Linked DNA regions of Hordeum vulgare: regions 1 and 2 are each linked to region 3. The links are chromatin contacts, called in public Hi-C maps. All regions are on one chromosome and are shown on one strand. The core of a region is the stretch at or near the end of the contact, and the rest is flanking DNA. Distances in the headings are between cores, read along the strand shown. Region 1 holds the start of LOC123401383 (thioredoxin reductase NTRB). Region 2 holds the start of LOC123401009 (diacylglycerol O-acyltransferase 2D-like). Region 3 holds the start of LOC123404158.

What was found. A called contact is a pair of places that touch in the nucleus more often than the background predicts.
Region 1: a contact with region 3 is called in a Hi-C map of leaf, with 3 times the contacts expected there. The contact joins the promoter of LOC123401383 here to the promoter of LOC123404158 in region 3. A contact is called at or near these places in 3 of 6 Hi-C or Micro-C datasets (leaf and seedling) and 1 of 1 datasets of contacts at active chromatin or transcription factors (embryo).
Region 2: a Hi-C map of seedling shows a contact between it and region 3, with 3 times the contacts expected there. The contact joins the promoter of LOC123401009 here to the promoter of LOC123404158 in region 3. A contact is called at or near these places in 2 of 6 Hi-C or Micro-C datasets (leaf and seedling) and 1 of 1 datasets of contacts at active chromatin or transcription factors (embryo).

Annotation. Positions count from the first base shown.
Region 1 is chr6H:472,759,518-472,763,701 of MorexV3_pseudomolecules_assembly, reverse strand. LOC123401383 (thioredoxin reductase NTRB) reads left to right here and starts at 2,910. Exons shown (of 2, transcript XM_045095169.1): 1 at 2,910-3,909. The coding sequence starts at 2,985.
Region 2 is chr6H:473,183,399-473,187,536 of MorexV3_pseudomolecules_assembly, reverse strand. LOC123401009 (diacylglycerol O-acyltransferase 2D-like) reads left to right here and starts at 1,979. Exons shown (of 9, transcript XM_045094725.1): 1 at 1,979-2,450; 2 at 2,552-2,626; 3 at 2,721-2,806; 4 at 2,974-3,080; 5 at 3,198-3,353; 6 at 3,447-3,533; 7 at 3,700-3,797; 8 at 3,925-4,012. The coding sequence starts at 2,251.
Region 3 is chr6H:472,937,872-472,942,164 of MorexV3_pseudomolecules_assembly, reverse strand. It overlaps LOC123404158, which reads left to right and starts at 1,647. Exons shown (of 1, transcript XM_045098076.1): 1 at 1,647-2,443. The coding sequence starts at 1,778. The coding sequence ends at 2,224.

The DNA of each region.
Region 1 (4,184 bases), core at 1,661-4,160, 180 kb after region 3:
GATTGATATATAGGATGACCTCATTTGATTACCGGAAGGTTTTCGGAGTTACCGGGAATGTACCGGGAATGACGAATGGGTTCCGGGTGTTCACCGGGGGGGGGGGGCAACCCACCCCGGGGAAGCCCATAGGCCTTGGGGGTGGCACACCAGCCCTTAGTGGGCTGGTGGGACAGCCCAAGAAGGCTCTATGCGCCATAGGAAGAAAATCAAAGAGAAAAAAAAGAGGAGGTGGGAAAAGGGGGAAGGACTCCTCCTTCCAAACCTAGTTGGATTCAGTTTGGAAGGGGAGGACTCCCCCCCTTGGCTTGGGCGACCCCCTTGAGGGTCCTTGGACCCCAAGGCAAGGCTCCCCCTCTTCCCCCTATATATACGGAGGTTTTAGGGCTGATTTGAGACAACTTTGCCACGGCAGCCCGACCACATATCTCCACGGTTTTACCTCTAGATCGCGTTTCTGCGGAGCTCGGGCGGAGCCCTGCTGAGATTAGATCACCACCAACCTCCGAAGCGCCGTCACGCTGCCGGAGAACTCATCTACCTCTCCGTCTCTCCTGCTGTATCAAGAAGGCCGAGATCATCGTCGGGCTGTACGTGTGCTGAACGCGGAGGTGCCGTCCGTCCGCCACTAGATCGTGGGACTGATCGCGGGATAGTTCGCGGGGCAGATCGAGGGACGTGAGGACGTTCCACTACATCAACCGCGTTCACTAACGCTTCTGCTATGCGATCTACAAGGGTACGTAGATCGAATATCCCCTCTCGTAGATGGACATCACCATGATAGGTCTTCGTGCGCGTAGGAAAATTTTCGTTTCCCATGCGACGTTCTCCAACAGCCTAGGGCAGCGCGCCTTCTCGTTTTTAGTTTATTAAATTCTATGTTTTAAAGTAATGTGGACTATCACGGCCTGCTAAAATGTTTAATTAATGATTTAGTGTTTTGAAAAATATTTTTCCATGCCGCCTAAAAATAGATCATTGGTTGCGTTGGGCACATGCGCCCACCCAATTACAAAAATGGACACGGATGTCCTTCGGATCAATCCAAACAAATAAAATGCGGATAAAAATGCCATCCGTTTGGATCGACGCATTGAAGTTGCTATAAGAAATATGACTTCATCACAACCGTGGAACGACCAAGATCTTCCAACGTCATAATCATGTTTGCACATACTCAATAAAAGATAAAAAAGGAAAACACTATCATTCAGCCGGTTGATGCACAAGCGAGCGTCCGCCGCTTGCGTAACCGTCCGATCAGTTCTGATCTAGTGCTCATGCTTGTCACAAATCAGTCCCGTGTATTCATTTTTTTTGCAATAAGGATCTTGTTTGAGTAGATTTATGCAACATATGACTAGTTTCGGAAAGAAAAAACGACATGGTGGTGAAGTTTTTTTTTCTGCAACTAGGGTCTTGTTTCAATTTTTTTTACGACATATCTTTTGTTTCAGAAAGAAAAATGTTTTGATGGTGAGGTTTTTTTCTGTAACAAGATCTTGTTTCAGAAACATAGCCCGAGTTGCAACATTGGAGGAGCGCCCGACGTTAAAGAGTGAGTGGTCACACATTGCAACATGATCCATATTTGAGAAACATAGCATTAGTTGCATAAAACGGCGAGGAGCGACTGGCGTGAGAGATCGTCTGTGTCGTGAGAAGTTTCTATAACAAGACCTATGTTGTAGAAGTTTCCGCAACACCAGCTTTGTTGTACGAATGGAAGACGTGCCACGTCTACATGATGATGCCATATCCGACGGCTCGTAATCGGATCGATCTTTTAAAATGATCATCCGGCGGACGCGTAGCACTCGTCAGAAAAGTCTCACCTCCCACCAGCTGATCCGATTGATCTATCCGCCGCCTCCTCGTCCATTGATCTCGCCTCCATCTGACGGACAAAATCGTGCCCGCGCCCAGCGACCTGGCCGCGCCTGTTTCCTGAAACTGGAGCGTTGTTTCAGGAACGGGGCTAAAGCTGGGGCTCCTCACCTGTCCATGCCGCGCCTCCGCCTCCGTCCGCAAAGCTCCCGCTACTACGCCCGCGGTGACGAGCCTGTCGGATTCCGGTGAACCGCCACCGTCGTCAGTCCATGGCCCTATGGCCGTCGGCCGCTGCGCCTCATGGCTGGACGCCGACCTCACGCTGCGCCCCATGGCTGCCGGCCGCTGCCCCATGTCCCGACGCCGACCTCACGCTGCGCCCCATGGCCGTCGGCCGCTGCCCCATGGCCCGACGCCGACCTCACGCTGCGCCCCATGGTAGTCCGCCGCTGCCCCATGGCCCAACGTCGACCTCACGCTGCGTTGTCGGTCGCTGCGCCGGCTCGCCCCGCCTCGCCCTGGGTCAGCCCTCGCTTCTCTTCCATTCTGCTTCCTCTACCTCCCCTCTAATCTTGCAGCCATTCACCCCCTCCAATTTTCTGCAACGCGCTCGTTGTTTCTGTAACGCGGCTGTTGTTTCAGGAGTTGAAGGAATTGTTTGTGCAACCCATTCGTTGTTTCTGTAACACGGCCGCTGTTCCAGAAAGACGAAGGAAAAAAACTTCTACAACAAAGCGATGTTTCTGAAACTCGATGTTTGTTTTAGGATTTAATGAATCTAAAATTTATTTTTTATAACAAAGCAATTGTTTCTTTAACTCGACCATTGTTTCAGGAATTACTGAATGCCGATCGGCGCGCCAGATGGGGATGTTTACAGTGGATGAACGCGTAACAGCCGAAAAATAAACCCTTTTGCACGCAGTTGTCTTTATCGCAGACCAGTCACGATTGCTGGTCTAACAGTCTCACTGCGGTCATTGATTGGCCGGTTGGCTCACACGGACCTGTTTTTTTTTTTTTTTTTTCTTTGACGCGTTTCACACGGACTCGTAAGATCCATTGACCTACGACACGAGCAGACATTTCAATCCCCCCGAAACCCTGAGCCGCCGCCGCCGCCGCCGCAGCCGTAGCCAAGCCTAGCAGCCATGGAGGGATCCGCCGCGGCGCCGCTCCGCACGCGCGTGTGCATCATCGGCAGCGGCCCGGCCGCGCACACGGCGGCCATCTACGCGGCCCGCGCGGAGCTCAAGCCCGTGCTCTTCGAGGGCTGGATGGCCAACGACATCGCCGCGGGGGGCCAGCTCACCACCACCACCGACGTCGAGAACTTCCCCGGATTCCCCACCGGCATCATGGGCATCGACCTCATGGACAACTGCCGCGCCCAGTCCGTCCGCTTCGGCACCAACATCCTCTCCGAGACCGTCACCGAGGTCGACTTCTCCGCCCGCCCCTTCCGCGTCACCTCCGACTCCACCACCGTCCTCGCCGACACCGTCGTCGTCGCCACGGGCGCCGTCGCGCGCCGCCTCCATTTCTCCGGTTCCGACACCTACTGGAACCGCGGCATCTCCGCCTGCGCCGTCTGCGACGGCGCTGCGCCCATCTTCCGGAACAAGCCCATCGCCGTCATCGGCGGCGGTGATTCCGCCATGGAGGAAGGCAACTTCCTCACCAAGTACGGATCCCAAGTGTACATCATCCACCGGCGCAACACCTTCCGCGCCTCCAAGATTATGCAGGCTAGGGCGCTCTCCAATCCTAAGATCCAGGTTGTCTGGGACTCGGAGGTCGTCGAGGCTTACGGCGGTGCAGGCGGCGGCCCATTAGCTGGGGTCAAGGTCAAGAACTTGGTGACTGGTGAGGTGTCTGACCTTCAGGTGTCCGGGCTTTTCTTCGCCATCGGGCATGAGCCGGCCACCAAGTTTCTCAATGGGCAGCTTGAGCTCCATGCCGATGGGTATGTGGCCACCAAGCCGGGCTCTACACATACCAGTGTGGAGGGGGTCTTTGCTGCTGGAGACGTGCAGGATAAGAAGTATCGTCAGGCCATTACTGCTGCTGGATCAGGTATTACTATAGCACTATGTGAATTGATTGTATAAGTGTTGCGAGTGATCAATTTGTATACATATGGTAATCTATGAATTAATGACTATATATGTTCATATGCTTGTTGACCAATTGCTTCTTTGAATTATTCTTTATAGTGACAATAGAATGTGGTGTTTGAGCTTTGAAAACAAACGAGTTTAATTATTTATATTGCCAACATTGTACTAAAAATTAGTTTGCTTTCTGGGATGTGTTGGACTGTTGGTGCCCAAACCTGCTGACTATTAGGG
Region 2 (4,138 bases), core at 730-3,229, 250 kb before region 3:
GCAATAAGAGCTAGAGTCTCCTCATCATAATCACTAGCGGAGTCATATCCACGATCCTCAGTAACAATCATCACATGCTTGGATGGTCACTCTCTCGCATAATGACCTCCACCCTTGCAACGACGACGGATAACCTCATGTGTTTGCCGTGTGGATGCCATGGATGAAGAAGAGCTCTGTGCTGGCACGGAAGGTGCGCTCTTGGCGAAAGGTGGGGCAGGGGCCTGTTTCCTGGTATCTCTATTGGAATTGGTCGCTGAAGTAGGCGGTGCGGATGCAGGAGGACGCGTGGAAGTATATGAGGGTCGTGGTGTCCATGAGGAAGTGCGACCTGCACAAAATTTAGTTCTTGCCAATGCCCGTCGATCATGCACTTCACATTCAGCTTTGCAAGCAAGATGGAATAAACGAGTGATAGTGTTATAATCCTTATATTCTAGAATAGTCTGAATATCTCTATTTAATCCACCCATAAAACGTGCAAGCATAACTTCATTGTCCTCAACAATACCACATCCAATCATGCCAATTTTTAATTCCTGATAATGTTCTCCTACAGAATTTTTTTCCTTGTCTTAAAGGCTGTAATTTTTGAAGTAATTCACGCTGATAATATGGTAGAACCCAACGAGTACGCATAGCTGTTTTCAAAGCAGCCCAACTAGTTGGAATATTAGCATGATGTATTCGACAATGTTCAGACCACCAAACACTAGCAAAACTAGTGAATGAACAAACAACAGCAGCAACACGTCTATCTTCAGGAAATTGTAAGCACGTAACACGTTGCTCTATTTCTAACTCCCAAGTAAGATATATATCAGGAACATATCGACCATCAAATGTAGGAATATTCAATTTAAGTTTAGGAAGATGGTCATGATCCCGCACGTGAGGGGGTGGTGCAGCCCTACCAATGCGATTGTATCCATGTGGACGACTTGCGGCTTGTGGTGGTGGTTGTTGTCCTTGGTACTGACTTGGGGCAACCTCTTCCTCGTCATCGTAATCATCATCATAATCCTCTTTCTGCTCAGCCACAGAAACCTCAGTAGCAGCGGATGGAGCAGCAGCAGGAGCAACAACAACAGAATTCTGAACTTGGCCGAAAGGCACACGTCGCGCTCGCCCCACCATGTCCGGGTCTTGTTGTTGTCGTTGTTGTTGCGGTTGGAGAGCGACGGAAGCTGCAGCTGGTGGTGGTAGACGGACAAGCACCTCATTGAACTTGGCGTCCATCTTGGTGTCGAATGTCTTATCCAAATCGTCTAGCTTCTCAATGGCCTCTCCAAGGCTGGTCACGAAGTTGTGGGCCTGGTCAGCCATCATTTGCTGAAATTTATCATACAGTTCCCGGTTGATCAGGCTCTCCTAGTCGATCTCTTCATCTTGTGATCCTGGTGTGGTTAGCATCAATAGGAACACAGAAGAATATGAACCTACAGACTACTAGAAAGTGGTGGTGGTGGTGGTGGTGGTGTGTCACAAATCCGTCAACCAAATCTCAAATTCTTACCAGTTCTTACCCAGCAGCACGTGGTGATCGACAACCGGTGTAGTCAAAACTCTCAAGCTAGAATGATTGTCAGGTGGTGTCAAACACACTATGTAGATGTATGTGGAGCTGGGAAGACTTATAATACGGTAACAAAAAAGGTCAGCAATAATCAATTCAGATATGTAAAGTTGAAAGGACGTTAAACGACGGCACCGTGTTGGTCCTAGGCTAGGCTAGACCGTGCTTCTATTATCTTGTTTTTCGATTGCTTGTATGTGTATCATCTTTGTATATCGTTACAATTAATAAATACAGGTAATGTATGCCCACGGGCTTACATCTTAAGAAAATCCGCAAAAAAAGAGTAATGAAATGAGCGCCGGAACCATCTGGACGACGCAAAAGAGTCAAACTACCCCGAAGGGGACGCGCGGGACGAGGCAGGGACACACAGCTCGCACGCCACCCGGGCTGGGGAAAAACAAGAAGAGTCCGCGCGGATCCGCCCCGGCCGCGTGGGCGGGCACGCTACGATCCGACGGCTCGCGCCGAGGATCCGCACGGCACCTGCAAAGGCAACGCAAGTAATCTCAGGCTGGCAGGCGGCAGGAAAAAGGATCGAGGAGGAAGGAGGTGGACGACTCCGCCCGCACAGACCCCCGGGGCCACGGACAAAACCACCACCACCGGAGAAAAGGAAGGGGGCAACCGCGCGCGACGCACGCGGGAGAAGCCCTCCTCCTCCCGGCGGGATGGGCGCGGGGAATGGCCTGAGCAACGGCGCAGCCGCCGCGGCCGAGGCGGCGCCGGACGGGACCACGGTGTTCAGGGCCACGGCCTACTCGCCGCTGCGCACCACGCTAGCGCTGGCGCTCTGGCTGGGGGCCATCCACTTCAACGTCCTCCTCCTCCTCGCCTCCATCTTCCTCCTCCCCCGCCGCGTCGCCGCCATGTCCGTCCACTGATCCACTCCCCCCTCTCCTTCCGCTGTCTGCTGCTGCTCTCCTTGCCAGTTAATCGTAATCAGCCCTCGTGCTCCTTTCGATGGTGCAGGGTGCTCGGCACGCAGCTCTTCTTCATGCTCGTGCCCGTCAATGACAAGAGCAGGCCGGGACGCAAGATCGCCAGGTTCGCCTCCTCCCCCCTCCCCCTCTTTCGATTCCTCCTCGCCCGTGCATTGCCGTTTCTCCCCGGATCTCACATACGGCGGGCGACTCCGCAGATTCATAAGCAAGTACGTCGTCGGGTACTTCCCCGTCACTCTACATGTGGAGGACTACAAAGCATTTGACCCCAAAAGAGCTTACGGTGAGCTTCCTTCCCTGGAGTAGGCATGCTTGGATCAGCGTATCTACCCTTATTTGTTCGGTCTAAAGGAGTAGTAAAAGTTGAGCAGGAAAGAAGATTGGGACTCCCTTTCATGTGCAGAGCCGCTTAATTTGTGATTTCAATCTTGTTTTGCTTGCACCTTGCAGTGTTTGGTTATGAACCGCACTCTGTTCTGCCCATCGGCCTTGGGGCCCTCCTGGACCTTGTTGGATTCATGCCATTGCCAAAGACCAAGGTTCTTGCAAGCACCGCGGTGAGGAACCCCTCATTACCTTCCTGCGTGCGCATCTACGATATCTGACTGAATTCAATCATTCTGTAAGCTGTTGGTGGGTGTGCTCTTAATTGGTGGGTTTCTGGTCGGCGTTAGGTGTTCTACACTCCGTTCTTGAGGCAGATATGGACGTGGTTGGGTTTGGTTCCAGCGTCAAGAAAGAATTTCTACTCCTACCTTCGAGCTGGTTATACCTGCATCGTGGTGCCCGGAGGTGTACAGGAGATGCTTCACATGGATCACGATTCAGAGGTTTGTGGCGTTCTTCTTCTTGCATAGTCACTGATTACATGTTGTTATCAGTCAACGTATGCCGTAATGACCAGCAATTCTTGCAATTTTCAGGTTGCTTTTCTGAAATCAAGAAAAGGTTTTGTTAAGATCGCTATGGAGACAGGTTCTCCTTTAGTCCCTGTTTTCTGCTTCGGACAGGTAACGCCGCCTCTCCTGTGACCTGTCACATGATATGCAATACTCCTATTTCAGTATCCTTGATTTCATGCATGGGTGCATAATAAATGTTGATGGAAGTGGATTGGTTGCTGACTTGAACAGGCTACCTAACTTTGAAATGAATACTTGTGCTATTTTCTATTAGAGCCATGTGTACAAGTGGTGGAGACCAGGTGGCAAGTTGATTGTCAAGATTGCTAGAGCGATTAAATTTACTCCAATTGTTTTCTTTGGGAAATACGGGTAATGCTCTTGAGTGTGTATATCTTATTTTTAGTACATTTTCACTGATTTTACTCGTGTAAATGGAATTTAGATTCAGTATTCGTATTGGCATTCATGAGTTTACATGTGTAAATCTGTAATACAGGACTCCCATCCCTTTCGCAACACCGCTTCATCTGGTTGTTGGAAGACCAATTGAGGTTCAGAAAAATCCCCAGCCTACATATGATGAGGTGAGAATCATTCTGAGCGTTTTAGCATTCGACCAAAAAAAATAGCAAATATTAGATGTGATTTTGCTATTAAACAGAACTGGAAAATAGACAGTAAAGTATCAAAGGCCAAAATCTGGTATGCAT
Region 3 (4,293 bases), core at 398-2,897:
GACGTTCAAACCACGATGAACACACGCCGCCGTGCCTCGAGCCAGTGAAGAGGCGAGAAGCGAAGACCGCCGGCGCACATCAGACCCCAGGCTGGAGGAAGCCCTAAAAGAAGGAGAGCGAACGTGCGCATTTCCCATTATTCATTTCCAAACGAGAAGAACAAGAACAGCATGATTAAGCGCGTAGATCGGGAGCGAAGCAAGCATACGTACTCCGTCCTTCCCCACCCCTGAGTCAAATTCATCATCACAAACTCCGGCCAAAAAGTCCTAAACAATCCTCCTCCTGTCCTGACCCCCGAACCCCATTTCTTAGTCACCTCGCGTGCCCGCGGAAACACGTGGTTCCTCGCTCACCAACACCTGCAGCCTACGCAAACAAATGGAAAATGGCAAGACGACATGGACGCCGCCACCGCCACACGTGTCCCCTTCGCTCCGGCCTCCCCTCCCTCTCCCCGGGGAAGCGTGTCCCCTTCACACACAGGCCGGTGCGCCCGTGCGGTCGTAGATGAGCGGCCACCGGACGACACACCGCGCGCGAGGTCCCGGCGCAGCGGCAGCAGCGATCGATTTCAACATCGGCTGCCGCATTGCATGGCCCGATCGCGCGCCGGCCGCCACCAGTTTCCTTGCCTCGCCGCACCTAATAACCCCGCGCGCATGACGCACCCTCGCTCGGCAGGTGCGGGCGGTGCGCGCGTCCGTGCCGGCGTGGCTCGCTCTGGACCTCTACTTGCCTTCACTAATCGTAATCTCGCCATGTGATTGAAACGTACGCATGGAACGGCTGTGGGAAGCAGTCGAATTCGTTGAACAGATTTTCATCTGCAGAGAAGGAAAAACCGTCGAGCAGATCGAGTGACCCCGACCCCGAGGGCATGCAACGCGACGTCACCGCCGGTTAGCAGCAGCATGCATGCTGGCAGTGTATCGCATGAGAAGATTTGGCCCTGGGCAGGACAAGGGCAGCAGCAGCTGGACACCAGCGTGTATCCGCGCTGCCCGCATCGACCGCCCGCGCGCACGGTGATCCGGGGGGAGGCAGAGAATCAAACTGTCTGCGTGCAACTGGGGCGTGCCGGTGAGGCGCTCCAGGATACGAACAAAGCACAAGCACGCCTCTGTTTCCATGCGCATGCAAATCCACCTCCTGAATATACCGCGTGCCCAGGGATTTCGTGACAGATCCGCTCCGTCAGTACTTGTTAATACTAGAGATTAACCACCTGTGTGACTGTGTCGAGTGTCCGCCCAGCCATGCTTGCTCCAGCCCGCTGGCATGTCCAGCAGTCACCGCAGCACGCATGCATGCCCAGTAGTGCTTGGTCGACCGCCCAGCCTGTTACGCGGAAGGGCCGTAGTACGAGCGCGGCAGTGCATGCACAGCACACTGCTACGAGGTAGTACGCCGGTTCCCATCATCACATTTTACACGGACACGTCATAGTGCCTGGCTTTTGCTTGTCCGTAATGCCCTCTCCCCAGCATCAGCACCGTAAACTAATGGGCTGTGTAATCTTGTCATGTCCCGGCCGGGATCCTCTCGCCAGAAAAAGTCACGATTCAAACCTACCTTCCTGCCTTGTTCCCTCGCCCCGACCGGACATATATACCCACCCTGCCGCGCCACTTGACCAACACCAGCACCAGCACCAGAATCAGATCACCACGCACGCACAAAGCCAAGCCAGCCAGGAGGACGCGCACGCTCTAGAGCGCGCGTACGCACGCCACGTACTGGTGAAGAGAGCGGGCACAGATCACAGCGTGCAGGATGAGCCTGTCGCCAGCGTCGGAGGAGAGCTACGCGAGGCTCGGCACCGGCATCGGCATCGGCCTCGGCTTCGGCCGGAGGTGGCGGCGGGCGAGGGGGTTCCGGCTCGGCGCGAGGAACCGGTTCTCGGTGCGGCGGCTGCGTGCCAAGCTGCTCACGTTCCTGGGCCTCGTCGGCCGCCACGCGCGCCACCTCGCCAGAAGGCTCTCCAGGAGAGGCGGCGGCTCCTGCCCACGGAGCGGCAGCGCGAGGGCGCTCGTGGGCGGCGAGGCGGCGGCCAGCAAGCACAAGCAGCAGCAGCAGCAGGCGCCGAGGAGGCCGGCGGCGTCCTTCATGCGGACCAACTCCTTCTACGCGCAGGCCATCGCCGAGTGCCTCGAGTTCATCAAGCGCAACTCCGTGCCGGTCGAGGACTACGGCAGCGCCGGCGCCGCCGTCGGGAGGTAGCTAGCTCGACCTCGTCGATCGGGACTCCGTTTGGAGCGCGTGGGCGGTGGAACAAATGTGTGTACGTACGTTCCGGTTGATCTCCCGGGTCGTCGATGGAGTCCCGATCGAGATGTGAAACTAGCGTAGTGTGCTGATAGTACGTACAGATGGAGTACAGAGGTGTAAACACGTTGTGAAAATTTGAGTTGCGTATGTTGAAATTTTGCGGGGCTGTCATTACTCGGCCGGTGCACGAGACTCTACTCCTACTAGTGTTTCAACTTGTACATTTCCAGATGTGATAAGAGTAGACTTTGTGCGTGAGGTTCTTCCGGAGCCACAATGGATTCTACACGATAGAAAAAGACGGGTCAAGAATTACCATCGATTTATGAACCCCAAAAAAGGAAAAAAAAAAACACACACGATGAATATTCAAAGATGTATGCTCAAAGCAATGGGGTGGACTCTCTTGCTGAAAGTGAGTGATGGTGAGAGTTAGTTTGACGACACTTGTTTTATGCGCCACGCAATGGGGTTGTTTCCCACCCATTGCCTGCAGATCTCCGCGTCCTACCGGTTGCCGATTTCTCTCTATCCTTTTTGTTCTCGAGACAACCCGAATTTTCTCAGCAGCTTGCTTAACGAGCAGCTATTTTTCTCTTTCTAGACTAGATCAGTGGCTAATCCACTTCTGTCTTCAGAAGAAAAGGTGCACCGCATATCGGGCATGGCTTAAACCATGACCTACACGTAATAGGAAATGCCGACCAACGGTCGTAATTCCCACCGGGGATTTGCTTACAACAAATCTACATATGGCCCAGCGAAACCGTTTCAGAGAGAAGCAAGAAATCTTGATCTTTGCTGCATGAGCCAAAGGGAAAGTGAAAATGGAAAGTCGGCGGCAGGTTCCTATGAGCGGCGTATGCATCCGAATTCAGAAGAATTTGTTCTGTTCCATTGAGCGGGGCATCATTAGAACGGCCACACCCGAATAATTAGGCAAGCGCACTTACCATTACTAAACTCCACAGAGGATGGCGCCAAGTATCTCACTTTGTCTCATCGTTGCTCATTAGTGCAAGTCCAGTCACTAACTTTCTGTCCTGCGTTAAAACTAGAAATCTGGAAATAATTCGCTGAATTTCCTTGGGAAGGACAAAAGAAACATCCTTGTTTCTCCAGAAATATGTGGTTGGACCATGGTCTAGTAGATCAATGGTACTCTATGTGTATGTACTCACTGTCCGTCGTTGTCTTGAGATCCATGTCATGCTTCTTGATTCATGACAAAATTAATTTTGTATATATACTTTTTCCTTGTCTCAAAGTGTACCATAACACATTCGGTTGTGTACGTGAGAGGATTTATGTCACGCAAGTAGGGGGCACGCATGTCTCTAATTCCTGCTTTTTTGGCTTTTAATTTTCAAAGTTTCATACTTCTAAATGAAAATTGAAATTAAGTTTTGTTTTTATGTCCGTGTTTTTCATGACCAATGCTTTTAAATAAGATTCATTTTGAATATAATTTGGCGACGTAAAACAATATATGTTAAGTTTCAATGTTGAAACTTAGTCCGAGCGATTTATACAAATCAATTAGTGTGTCTATGACCAAAGATAAAATTGCTTGAAATTATATCTCTGAAACTAGTTAAAATTTGGCGGTTTTACATGCAAAAACCGTAAGTTTAATCGTTGAATCTTAATAGTTTTTGAGATAATTCCTTTTTTGATGTGCCCTTGTACGAGATTGAACTACTGCACCAATCGCGAGGCAAAACGAGCGGGCGGCAAGATGTGGCAGGTGAATGCCCCCGCACTTGTGTGTCCCTTCGCATTTCCAGGTTGTGTACCAACAACTAAACGTTCATTTGTTTTGGAGTGGATTTGTAATACATGATGAAACATTACAATATGCTTTGAAATAAGGAAAAAACCGACGTACTAAATTGGAGTAAACCATATTTTATTAAACATATATATGAAAACATGTTGCAAATCTCAAACAACATACCGTGAGTGCCTGAACATACAATATTCACTCCGATGGTCTAGCATTCCAATAATGTTTGGGCCCA